2 separate regions of the Gasterosteus aculeatus genome follow, and region 1 is linked to region 2. A link is a contact called in public Hi-C data. All regions are on one chromosome and are shown on one strand. Each heading gives the region's core, a stretch centred on a gene start, on an enhancer-like site or on the middle of the called end of the contact. The rest is flanking DNA. Distances are from core to core; before and after follow the strand shown. Region 1 holds the start of znf704 (zinc finger protein 704). Region 2 overlaps tpd52 (tumor protein D52).

What was found. A called contact is a pair of places that touch in the nucleus more often than the background predicts.
Region 1: a contact with region 2 is called in a Hi-C map of whole body, with 3 times the contacts expected there. The contact joins the promoter of znf704 here to the enhancer-like site in region 2. A contact is called at or near these places in 5 of 6 Hi-C or Micro-C datasets (liver, skeletal muscle, tail fin and 1 more).

Annotation. Positions count from the first base shown.
Region 1 is chr10:7,086,745-7,093,747 of fGasAcu3.hap1.1, reverse strand. znf704 (zinc finger protein 704) reads left to right here and starts at 5,498. Exons shown (of 9, transcript XM_040188985.2): 1 at 5,498-6,516. The coding sequence starts at 6,259. pag1 (phosphoprotein membrane anchor with glycosphingolipid microdomains 1) reads left to right here. Exons shown (of 10, transcript XM_040188988.2): 9 at 1,662-1,721; 10 at 1,847-4,576. The coding sequence ends at 2,212.
Region 2 is chr10:7,052,188-7,058,687 of fGasAcu3.hap1.1, reverse strand. It overlaps tpd52 (tumor protein D52), which reads right to left. Exons shown (of 6, transcript XM_078081396.1): 6 at 5,654-6,500. Among protein-coding and RNA genes, the nearest start is that of tpd52, 15 kb to the right of the region's middle. Within about 2 kb of position 5,132, at least 8 of the 9 cell types and tissues checked have open chromatin away from gene starts, as enhancers often do. A contact at or near this core is called in liver, where this site is marked.

The DNA of each region.
Region 1 (7,003 bases), core at 4,249-6,748, 35 kb before region 2:
AGGCGGGCTGTCTCATAAACGCACATTTTCCCTCACATGAGCCAACATTTGCTGCAGAAACGAACCCACACACACACACACACACACACTGACTTGTGATCTTTCATTTACAGCCTTTGTGATCCCGCGTTCACACTTGTTTTGCAGCAGCGTGCGTGTATGCGTGTCGCCTGGGGGCTTTCCATGTGAGGTGCAGGAAATTCATTTGACCCAGTCGCTGGGCTGCAGGGACGCGGTCCAGGTAAACTGCCACAGTCTGCAGCATTGAAGTCCTTGTCGCTAAAGGGAAACGCTATTGTTGGATAGAGGATTTCGAGGATGTAACAGGTGTGTGTTGGTGTGCTGTAGGTCATAATGGGAGTTGCTGTTGAACGAGCCAAACGCGAATGTGAGATAATCTTTGTTGATGTACTCTTTCTAATTTGTACATGTGTGTCAACGTGTGCGTCAACATGATTGACACCCGTGTCGTACATCTTCTGAGGCCGCTGTAATCAGCTTACTGTCATTCTCGCGTGTCCTGTGTGTCATTGTGTCTTCATACTTACACATACACACATTCGCCTGATCCTCTTTTATTTCAAATAAACACACACGTCAAAATATGAATCAATCAGATGGCTCAATGTATGTGTGACAACAAACCACACATCCACGCACCCATACACATGAACATGAAGCAATAGTATTCATTCAGGCTTTTTGAAAAAAATGGCAGAGAAACGTGCGCGCAAGAAGATACTGCGACACATGGCTGAAGCGAACGCTTCGACGGATGATCTCTGTGTTCTACCTTCAGCTTGTGTAAGCGAGCGCCCATGACAACCGCCTAGTGCTCTGCCTGGTGGACAGCTTTGCTTTCCTCTCAAGCACGTTAGCATTAACCTTGGTGGATCTGACCGAGGACACTCGGCCAATCAGAATTTGTTCCTTTCACTGAGTCACAAAAAAAAAAGGATTTTGTCTTCGAAAGGTGTGTAACAAAAGTCCTGGAGTTATTTCGTCGGTATTGAGGTTCTCGTTAGACTCCCGAGCTGTTTGCTGCGTTGTTGTCGGTTGATAAATGGCTCCCTCATCGACCACAGAGCAAAGTGGACAAACATCACACACTCTGTCACTGAATATTGACTTTTACCAGTAATTTCCTTAATGAATGGGGGGTGATATTCGCCATTAGCTTCACGTGTATCACAGCAGAAGCGGCACATGTGGAGCTTGTTTCTCTGGAAATAGTTTAGAAGTTCGCTTTATTAATCGTTCACCAAGTTCAAGGTTTCTCAAAGAGATTCTCCGGCGCTGGTCGTGTTTTTGAAAAAGTGTCAATGGTTTGCCCACCGGTTTTGATGATAAAGATCAAGGAGAACTGCAACTGTTTCTCAGTCACATTCCCTCAACATTGTTTGGATCCACTTTGTTGCAACATTAATTTTTAGTGTCAGAACTTTATGCTTTTTATAGTACGACAAACCGTTTAAACTCTATAAATTCCTTTTTATAACTGGAACTTGCCACCAAATACAAATGTGGGATAATCCCTCAAATGCAGCCGCTTTTAAGAGTAAGCCTCCGCTTCATAGTTTTCAACATCTGATTTTGCCCTCAGTCTTTTCTCCCACTATGAACCATATCTAAATCCACCTTTTTGTTCTTTCCTCCTCCAGTTACACTCCCCTCTGTCTCCTGCGCTGGGGTTCGACAACCACATTCTGTCAGACAATGAGGTAAGTGTGTGTTAAACTCCCTTATTTCTCAAACTACCGGCTCCTCTCTCCCTCGGGACAGCAGCGCTTTACTCTGTCAGTGTAGAAATGAAGGGAAAGTCCCGTGTTTCTCCTCTGCTCCTCAGTCAGCAGTGTACTCTATGGTCCGCAAAACCAACGGTGACGTTGCCGAGAACGAGGAGGACAACGAGCACGACTACAGCAGCATCGCAGAGCTCAAAGGCCTCGTCCCGGCCTCATCCTCCAGTGACCTCTACGCCACCGTCCGAGACATCTACGGCCAGCCCGACGACGAGTCCCGGCAGGGGGGAGACCCCGCGTCGGACCGCGCAGACCCCGGCTACGAAACCATCCGCATCCCGAAGGCCGGAAGCCCGGACGATGACCACTGGGACGGTCCGGGGGCAGAAGGGTCGGACGCCGCCAAGGCAGAGCACGACTACGAGTGCGTCGGGGAGTTGGGCCTGGGCCGGGAAACGTCCCGCCTCTAAATTCCTCCGCCCCCCTCCGTTGTCTTCACCTGTGGAGCTGTGGGAGACGCCTCCTCGCTGACTTCTCTGCAGTGCCGTGAACCTGACAGGAAGCTGGCCAGAGAACGGCTCGCCGCGGCATCCATCATCAACGTGTCCGCTTTACAGCGTGGGTACGGTTTGTCATATCTGGACTTTTAATTTATCAGGCGAATATCATTGGTACCGGTAGCCCTGACAGAAGCTGGACGGTAGTCCCTCAGTCAGTGGGCATTAATCATATGAATGATTGCACTTTGGATCATCATTAAAATCCTCTTTTCCCTTTTTGACAACAGTCCTGGAGACTTTTAACATCACTCGATAAAAGAAATCCAAATAATATAAATATCAAATCAGAACCAACTTGCAGCAAATGGTTAGCTGAGAACACAATCAGTGCCTGCGATATAAAAAAATAATTCTGTGCCATATAATGATGAAATTCATGCACTTACTGTACTTATGAAGGTGATTATTTGTATGCCTCTTCTGCAGCTGCTAGTGTGGTTCTAGCTTCTCTAGCTGACTCAGTGTCACGTCGTATTGAAGTGTCAGATGGTGCGTTTCCTGCTATTCGGCGCGAGGTTCAGCAGCACCGTCACTGTGCACCGTCACAGAGAGCAGAAAGTCTCATCTGTGACCGAATAGGTAGTGGAGACTATTTGTTAGAAATAGAATGGAAAACCTTTTGTCTGCTACATACATTTCACTGCAATCGAGAGCTAAGCGGAGCAACGCGGTCTCACAATACATTTTGTAAGCATTTTTATACATTCTATGGACCATGGCAATTTATTTGGTGAATTTTGTATTTATTTAAGGATGTATGTTGTTGTGTAAATGTATCTTTGGGAGAGACAATTAAATAGGCTTCTCTGGAAGTTTCTAGACATTTTATTTAGAGAATAAAGTGTTTGTGTGTAAAGGACAGAGAAAAAGGTACACTTTCCAATGATTTTAACTTTTTTTTAAGAATTCATTGTTAAAAAAAAAAACATATGTGAAAATATTTTCTTTTTTTTCATTTTGCACAGGATTCTACACAAATGATGTGTTAAAATGTGATGATAGGACATAGCAAACAAACAAGGCAAAGTGTACTTTGGGGGTTTCGTGGTCTTTCGAGCCGACTCTTGGTACCGTATGCAGCCCTCAGCTGGTGTCCCGGATGATTTTTAAGCACAAGGTTTAATATCACGGTACTGCATTTACATACAGCTTCACAAAAGCTTTGTCACAATCCCGCTATAGCCCTGCACAATTTAAATATGTTATGCTTTTTAACTTACTTGTAGCACTATGAGAAAACCATATCTGTGTTTGTAGCTTGTACTGACGACATGCCAACTACGGCTTGTATAGGAGCACTATTCTTAATCAACTGCTACTCGCTGGAAGGTTTATGTAAGCTTTTACTTATTTGTACAATGTCCAGAGTGGTATCATTTTAAAATGTATCTGCTAAGAGCACTGATGTCTGCATTGTTTTAAGGAAAACCGTCCAATGGTTTTAAAAGAAATCTTATTATTACTCAAAGTTGTCAAATAGCCTTTTGAACCCTGAGAAGTAGTAACCAATGAAATGTCAGAAATATGGTACAATGTTTTGGTACGTGTATTTTAAGACAAATGGAGTGTGGTACTTTGTTTTTTACTGTGTCAATACTGTTTGATGTTTGTTTTCAAATTCAACAGGGTCAATGCGTTTTGCTGTAAATATGTATTTCACTGCTACAGTATCTCTCCTCTTTGCAGAAAGATGTGCTTCAACCGTTCTAATCACATCCAATATCAGAGCATCTCCAGCCTTCGTCTATATTTCATTAGACATGCGCCCAACAATGCTACAATCCAGTATTCAAGTATTTAATGAACAAAACCTATTAAAGAAATATGATGTTACACTGATGCTACCAAATGATGCGGCCGGGTAACATCTTTGGTTCCATTGTTTAGATATAATGGGTTTTAAAGAATGCTGTCAATGACCTTAGAGGAAATGATCCAATCAAATTAGCTGTTAATGCTGAATTTTTACCAAACACACAACAATTAGCTATTCTGTTGTCTGTCTTGGTCATAGAAACAGCCACACGTGGGAATGTGGGAGGTTCGGAGATGCTCCGCTGCTGCCTCTCCTTTAGCTTTGCTACTCCCACGATGGGACCATTTGTTCCCCGTGCAACCAGCAGACGACCGCATGGTGACACAGGCCTTTGATCACAGGACAAAGCCTGTTTTTGAAGCTATGGCCACATCTGTCACCAATCTTTCCCGTTTCCATTCTCTGCATGTAAATATTTTATCACATGAATTGTTCTATTAAAATATATATATAATATATTTTGTCTTTGTGTATTTCTTTTCACTGGGGATGATGTCATCTAGAAAGAGTGTATGCTTTGTATGATATTTTAAAAAAGACCACGCGGGTTGGCGTCATGTGGGTTGGCGTCAATGAGGCTTTTTGTGCCTGTGATAAGATACATCGGTGCATTCTCTCTGCCATGCAGGGCGATGATCGCGACCAGTGCTGAACTTGATTTATCACACCACTGCGTACTTTACAATCAAAAGGGAGATATTCATCAGCTACATCTTTCTTACTCAGAGAGCAACAACTCGAATGATATTGGGAGATATAGACCTTTTTTATTTAGTACAGAGTATAACTACATGAGCGTGTCTGTGAGTACTGTTACGGTAAAAATACATTTTTGACTGCTGGCTCATCAAATAACGGTATCACAGTGTTTCTGGCAAAGCTGGCCTCACCTTTATATATTTGAATTTGATACATATTTGCATACCTCAGCTATATTTAGTTTGAACATGATGCACTTTCCTTCATTGCATCATCAACTGAATGATCTACAGGGGCTGATTCAAATGTGGGTTGGCTATTACCATACATAACAATCAAGTAATAACAGCATTTCAAAAATAAAATGATTCAAATAACCCTTTTGATTACATTCACAAAAACGAGACCGGTGTAGTTAATTACTTTAATTTTAGAAACAGATCATAGTAATTCAGAACTCCCATGGCACCTGGAAAGTAGGCGACATGCCTTTAACAACTAGGTTATGGCATAAAAACTTATTTTCCGTAGCCTCAATTCCCTTTTCTCTCCTTCTTCCCTTCTGCCGTGCACCCTCCCTCCTCGTCCCCTCTCCATCCTTGCGTCATTGTTTTGAGTGTAGCATCCTCCCCGGCCCGCGTTACCTTCTGTGGGAGGAGAGGGCGGAGCGGTGGAGGCTTGTGGAGGCGTGTGCTGCCCCGACCAATCACAGCCCGCCCTGGCCGCTGGACCGCACATGTTTACAGGCAGCATTCCGCCGGTAGAGGCTCCGCTCGGTCGGGGAAAAGCACGGACCGGAGCGCCCAGTAGCCGGACCGGAGTCACGCTAGGGTCGTGTTTTTCGACCGGTTTCGGCTCGTGCGGCGGCACGACGACGCGCACGGAACCGGCGAAGCGAGACCATTCGACGCGTCTGCCGCCGCTATTCGACGCCCCGGTCGCCAGCTCGCGACTGAGCCGCGACGTCCTCCGGTCGTGTGCAAAAGTCACTTCGATTCCGGGACGAGGGCGCCGGTCCGCGTCTTCCCGCCGCCCTCCGAGCTCGCAGGGAGCAGTTGGGAAAACAAACATGTCGAGCGGATGAGGATTGGTAGCCGGTTATATGTGGAGGATTTTTTTTAGCGGCAAAACGAGTCGCGTCCGTGTTGTCGTTGTTTTTCTTCTCTCCTCTAATCCAAAGTGCTCCTTCGGGTTTTCGGTGCTCTCGTGTTCGGCTCATTGTAGGCCGCCGTTCGGAGCGTCTCCCCCCCCCGAGTATGTTGCCGCCTTCTAACCTTCTACCGGCGGAGCGCTGCGGGCTCGTGTTTTTCTCGACGTTGTTTTGCCGGTTCGAATTCGACACTTGAGGGTTTAAATACAGCGTGTTTGGTTTTTTTTTTCTCGCGGCTCTCGAGTTTAGTGAGACACACTTTTTTTCGTTTTTTCTTTTTCTTTTTAAACAATGCACACGAGGCGTTTGGTGAAGCGGTCGATCCTCGGCAGCCGCGTTTACGCGCCGAGTCCGACGGGGGACGGCGCCCCGGTGACCGGAGTGGTGCAGGCTGTCAAGCAGGAGAACAGAGACGTGCACGCCGGCGCCCGCCACAGCGTCTACACCGTGCTCATGCAGGACGGGAGCCTGAAGGAGTTCTCCGAGGAGGAGATCGCCGCGGGGATCAACCACACCGCAGCCAAAGGACCGCTTAAGTCCAGCTTGAAGGTGCGTGTGGCCGCGCGTGCGCGTGGAGAGAGAGCGTCCCGACCGGCAGGCAGCGCTTCGCTGCTTTTTTTTCTCTCGTTGTTTTGCAGCGTTTAACCACTTCTTGTATGGAGCGGATTTAACGGTTCCACCACCAACACCACCCTTATGCTGCTGCTGCTCCTCAATGTAACATCCAACCGGCGGGGACTAAAGCAGCTCACCGTAGACATATTGCACATGCGTTTGCATATTGCATCGACAGTCGTAACATTTGGCGACATGATGATATATATATATATATATATATATATATATATATATATATATATTTATATTTATATTTAAGACAAAGGCCCCGGTAGCGCCCTGCGCAATGTTTATGTGGGCCGGTGGGAGGGTAGGGTGAGGAAAACAAACGCTCTGACTGCAGCCTTTCGGACTGGCGTGGAGACCCGGCGCGCGGCTTTATATACATGTCGTGTCCAAATGCAGACAATTCAGTGGA
Region 2 (6,500 bases), core at 3,883-6,382:
AATCCCGCTCAGTGATGCAGAAATGGGTATTTCAACATTCCAGATCATTAGCAATTTAAAATTTCACATAACATGTGTTGAGATGTTTAGGATGTTGGATCATTTAATTCTGTTGAAGGAAAAAAAAAAGGGGGGGGGGGGGGGGGGGTCCTGGCTCACACATTCTCTCCATCATTCCCGAATGATGCCAAACAGGCCATATGGCCAAAACGAGCTCTCGGCCCTGCGACCCGGGGGAAGGAGGCCAAGACAGACACGTGTTCGCACAGCAGAATTAAAAACCCACCGTCGGGCCGCCGCCGCCGGCGGTCTTGAGTGACGTGAATACTTGAGAGGTCTGCTCGGGCTTTTGTTCTACCGATGTGTTCAAGGCCTGAGCTCTCAGCCGTGATTTAGAAAGTGAACAAAACAAGACTGTTGTTCTGTGAGTTACGACGGCGCCTCAATATACCGTATACACAACCTCACACACGCACACACACACATAACCGCTCACGTTATTGTCCAGTGCACTCCAGTATTGTCTGTTGACAGATTTATTCTTATTCTTGGTTTATGTACCGGATCCTTACTGAGATCAATATTAAATACGTGACAAGACTTGTTTGTGACGAGAGGCTCTCACTTATTACACCTTATAAAGGTCCTTACATGGTACAATACACACCGATTAAGATGCAGTACAGTACATTTAAGCATTAGCAGCGTATAACTTTTAAATAATAAAATAAAACTCATTTCTATTTTCTATTTTTTTCTATTTGCGCCGTCAGCCTCGGACGTTCTGCCTCAGCTCGGTGGTCGCAGATTAACTTGCCACCCGATTCTTGTGAGCAGATGCCAGCGGGGGCTGTAATCTGCCCCCACACGGACCCCCCCCTGTGTGCAGGAATACTTCTGACCACTTAACAGTGGTGCGACAGCAGGTGGCCCTCAGTGGAGTCAGTGACTGCAAATATGATTCCATTTTATTTTACATTGTGCTCGGAAGAGGACATGGACTGTGAGCAAAGTGGAGGACACCCGAGTAGTCGAACGTGACCTCGCGTGACCCCTAAGAATGGATCAAGTAGCAGTGTGTCTTTAAAGTGTACCCATCCCACCGAGCCAAGTTGCCGTGGCAACCACCCTGCATCCTTCATTCCTTCATTAAGGAGAGGAGCAGGACGGTGGATGAAATGGATTCTGCAAACACTCTAAAGGCAGATGGGTTTTTTGGGGGAGGGGGTGGATTCGCCCGCCCCCTTCCCCCCCGGTTGGGGTAATCTTTGTGGGACAAAAAGGAGTCCTGAATGTGCCTTGATGAGCGAGGTGCTCCCACGGTGGACCTCAGTTGCCGCGTTGTGTCTAGAACCTCTGAGCGGAGGAATGTCTCTGGCGCCGGCCGGTATGAGCTCCGCTTTCTGCACCTACAACTCAAAGATTTGTGATACAAAGAAACGTCCCGCGAGCTGCGTTCAGAGGCCCCTTTTGGCTGCGCTTCTAGAAAGTCTAAGAGTGACTTTTCTACTCTTTGCTGTAACTTGTAAACGATTTCGATGTGTGTATGTTTCTTTTTTTTTTCACCTCCTCTGCTCTCCCTTTTGTTCGAGGGCTTGTAGATAAATGAGAATCTCACCACTCCTGTGATGTGATTATTCAGAACACTAAGTTTTAAGAGCACTTCAGCTACAGCTCCTTCACTTTGAACTTGATTATGCAACGCAGAGACCCGCCCTCTCTGTAAACCGGACCATCCCATTGGCTGTTTTACCGAATTACAATCACAGAGACCTCAAGAACTGGACCACTGTCCTACTGGAATTTTAGTGTGTATACTAATGTGCTCTGTCTAACTGGGTTTTAATACTGCATGTGCATGCAAACAAGGAAACTCTGAGATAAATGTGATCTATTTGTGCCTCTGTATTATTCTCAAGTCGAAGTCGAGTTTTCAATTACGTACAAATTTTTCAAAAGCACCTGTGATTCCCTGCCGGCGTTTGATATGTGTGTTTCCAGCCTGTAAACTGAATCGTAGATCTCACGGAGAAGTTTGACATTTGGGTAAATATGCTGATTAGCTTTCATCCCTCTGATGTTTTGGCCTTTTTAATGCGGCGCTCAGTAGGTGCAGAGAAGTGCACGCTGGCACATTGATACACCGCAACGGCTAAATTCACTAGTGATCTCCCCAAATGTTGTCATCTCCACTCTGTGCCATTTACCTCAAATATATGAATATCTAAACACGCTGTGAGAGAAAGTTTCGTTTTGCAGAAGGTTGAGGAAGGAGGAGTGCTCTGACATTTATCATTCTGTGCTGAAAAGGTGGAGGACACCTCGTGTTTGGAGGTGGGCACGGGCCTCCCCCCTTTCTAAATGCACCTCTCCAGCAACTGCAACATTCATGTCTGCCCGCATCCTTCATCAAGCAGAATTTATAAAGCGAGCGTTTTGAATATGCAGCTAAATATCTCGGCCGCAAACGTTTGTCGCCTGTGTTTTATTTTTCATTAAAAAAAAACTTTTTTTTAACACGCACGCACACACACACACGCACGCACGCACACACACACACATGAGTGAAAGAGCTGCGAAAGCCAACTGTGTTAGATCATGTCATCGGGGACTCGACATATGTCCCCGTGGCTTCAGGTCTCGTCCTGTGCTGATGTGAGAGAGACAGAGAGAGAGAAAGCTGGTGGAAGCCGCTTGCATCCCTCCAGGGCGGCTGGTCCAAAACACACAGCACTGCCAAGGAGTTGATAGCAACAAATGCATGTGTGTGTGTGTGTGTGTGTGTGTGTGTGTGCAGCTTTAGACTATGGAGTGTGTGTTTCACATTACCTCCTGAGGCATCACCCATCTGCTCGGTGTAGCATTAAAGTGTGTGAGCAAAGTGTGAGTGTGGAAGCTCACCCTGCATTTGTGTGTGTGTGTGTGTGTGTGTGTGTGTGTGTGCACCCCCGTACACCCTGAACAAGCCATTCCTGCAGCCATTAATGCACATTTAAATGTACAAGCTGTCGTACCTCACGCACTATCAACTAGTGTGTTATCATAGAATGGCGATAATCCCCCGTGCTGCTTTTCACACCAGAGTTCATTGTCCTTCGTCGTCTTCGCCGCGGGCATCTTGCAGAGCGTCACCGCCCATCACATGATCGGATGGAGCCCACAGATTGTGATGCAAAACACAAGTGCGTGTTACATCAGACACAGTGACCGTAGAGCTGCTTTTTCGGGCTGCATTCGGGCTCCCAGAAGATGTTTTCCGTCTTAGAGGAGCACAGGGAGCTGTTTTCGTGTGCGTCTGCGTCCGAATCATTGAATAATTGATGAGGGGGGTCGAAAAGGTGCCCGTGTGCACAGACTCCAGCTGTGACCTCAGTTGATCAGAATCGTTGCCGGCCATGAAATTGGTAGCTTCCCTTTGCTGCGAGGGGCGCTGGGGGGGTTCAACGCGGAGGGGACGTTTGTATCCGTGTAAAAGAATACAGATTTAATTTTTCTTCTGAAAACTCCAGATTAAGAGAGTTTCTGTTGCTGGGACAGGAGGGTCTGGTTTTGGGGTTAGCGAATCATTTGAGAAAATGATGTGTTTTTGCACCACAACTGAATCCTCTCCCAGCCGGAGGTCACCAAGGTCATTGTTCTACCAAGAGGAACAAACAGGAACGTTCAACTGCATGACCCTGGTTACGTGTGGATATTGTAGATGAACCCACAAATGACTCCCCGCCCTTTGCAAAGAGATTCAACTTTAAATTAATAGATAGAAATTTAGGGTAATACAGTTATTCAAGGTGTCCACTGAGACAGTTTGCTTGGACTAGCATGAAGACGCTGTTCTGGCTCTGAGGGAGGTAATTGAAAAAAAGAAATCAGCATATTTGTCGCGCTGAGTCAGTTGAGAAGATCGATGCCACGCTCATGTCTGAATGCTGAAGACGAAGCTGGTAAATCTGTTAGCTTCGGTTAGCACACGGACCGGTAACCGGGGGCAACAGCCAGCATTTCATATGGACTATGCTTTGGATCTATTGTCTTTAGTCAAAGTGGCATAAACCCTCTCCTGTAACTCACTGCATTAAGGCGAATCCCCCTCGGATACCTAAGATTCCTTTACATCAACGTGTGTATGAACTGTTTGGGGTGATGCAAAGACATTTTTTGTTTGCCTTCTAATCTTACACACAAACTAAGCCATGTTTGAACTGAATGTTCTCTCTCTGCACATTTAAAACAAAGCCTGCTTCATCATATAACAAACAAGAGATTCTTTATTGTCTATAAACTTCACAAAACTTGCAATATCTGTCACAAATATACTTGCAACAATGACGTTCTCTAATATTCTTTTCTACAGTATGATGTAATAAATTCTATTTAATGTCTTTTTTAAATAAGAACCAACACACACTGACTGTTAACCCTGTACCAGTTTCTTTCTTAGCCGATCTCTCTGTGTTATTGTTGTAAATGGTGTTTTCTGACAAATTGCTTTCTGGTGCTGTTGTTTGACTCTGTGTTTACGGTTAAGACTTCTCCAGAGTCATCTTTGTAACTGGACGAATCTGGAGACATCTGGTTCTAACTGAATAAAGGGGTTTTTGGCAGCTGTTTGTTAGCCGTTGTCACGGTGCTTTTCTCACCTCCCCGGAGTTCAAAGAATAATTCAATATTTTATTTCATAACACCTGACAATACAAAGGTATTTTTTGTTACTTTTATAATAATACTATGTATAAGTACATGTGTGAGTTACTTTGACTTGTATTTAAATGCTATACTTTTAGTTTTTACTCTCCAACATTTTGAATATTTATATTATATATACCTTCTTGAAAGCTGTAGTTACTGGTTATTGTTGCAACACATAAAACAGCCACTAGAGGTCGCGCCTTCCCACCGCGCGCTGGCAACCCGGAAATAGACATAAATAAACGCGTTTGCCTTTAAAGTCCATTTAAAAAACAAAAGAAGCATCACGTTCGGGGTGAAGTTTCTTTTAGCAGTACTGAAACTTACTTCTGCATAGTTCAACAACTATCCAGCACAAAGTGAGACGTCCGCTATGTGACTCGCGCTTTTACAGTAAAGGGCTCGGCTAACATGCTAACGTCATATGCTAAGGGTTCGAGACGCTAAGTTAACTACTGTAACGTTAGCTTCTACTGCACTGGTTCTACTGGGACGGAGGAGCGGGGAGGACTGGGTGGAGTGCAGGAGATGAACCGGCAGCAGATTGTGGAGGGCGTCGGTGTGTTATTCAGAGAGGTGAGTAACTACTAAAAAAAACTGACTTCTCTACAATAGAAAGTCCGGAACTACTGCGTTGCCATCGCCGTGACGTTGACGCGGTCCTTTTCACGGTGTCTGGTGATGTTTTATTTAAAGTAAGTCTCGGGTTTTATAACTGTTGTAAAGATGTCCGAATATAATAGTTTTATCATATATTATAATGAATATGATTATGCATGGAGAGGGTGCAGCGGAAACCGTATTTTATTATATATATATTTTTTTTATTTATATGTACCAAAACAACTGAAGATAAAATAATGGTTGAAAATGAAAAAAGATAAATTGATCAAAGACAGAGACATGACTCATGATCCAATTCACAAATATGTGTTTAAATAAATATTTGGATTACAGCTCAAAAGCATTCAGTTGCTTTATTTCATTTTATTTTGGCAAATGCAGTTCATTGAAACAGTTGTAACAATGTTAAATGCAATCCGTCATGAATGAGCGTCATACTTGTCTTTACAAGTTAAAGTGACATTACAATGCAATTAACGATGCAATGAGAAAATAAAACTGCTCGTCTGGCACCACGGAGACACACTCAGGTTTTGTTGCAGAAGGGTCATCTCGAGGTTATAACTAAGTAAGAAGTTTAAAGAAAACCCTCTGATACAGGGTCCAGGTGTGGTCTGGATGGAGACAAATAAAAGTCCAGTGTAGCTTCTGTTGCCCTCCTGTGTTCACAGAAGGTACTGCAGTTCAACAAGGCTGTGTTTTGTATCCTTTTGTGAGTCAATTTAAATGCGTTTCCTGTTTTCGACACACTGGTGTGTTATACAAAAAAAAGGTAAAATCCACAGCAGTATGTCGCACTGGGGAAACCCCACCTTTCAGTCAAACAAACCAAGCCATTTCCAAACCAGCACACCGGTTAACTCGGAATAAGGTTCCAAATTGAGGACAGAATTGAGCATGTGTCCACGTTGAACCCTCCTGTCTGAGACAAAAAGTATTAACTTCTCTCAGTAAACCAGGTCATTGCGTACGTGAAGACATGAGGCATTGCACAACTACACATTGTGTCACGGTGGGTGGAAATGGTATGTATGTTAACACCAGAACCCCCCCGCCGCCGTGCCTGTATGCGGTGGTTCTTCCTGTGTGCTGATACACAGCCAGTGTGGCCAAGTGCAGCGCAGCAAAGTGGTGGAGCTGATTTCACCTGCATGTTTTGTTCCCCCTCGTCCACCAGCAGGTGAAGACTT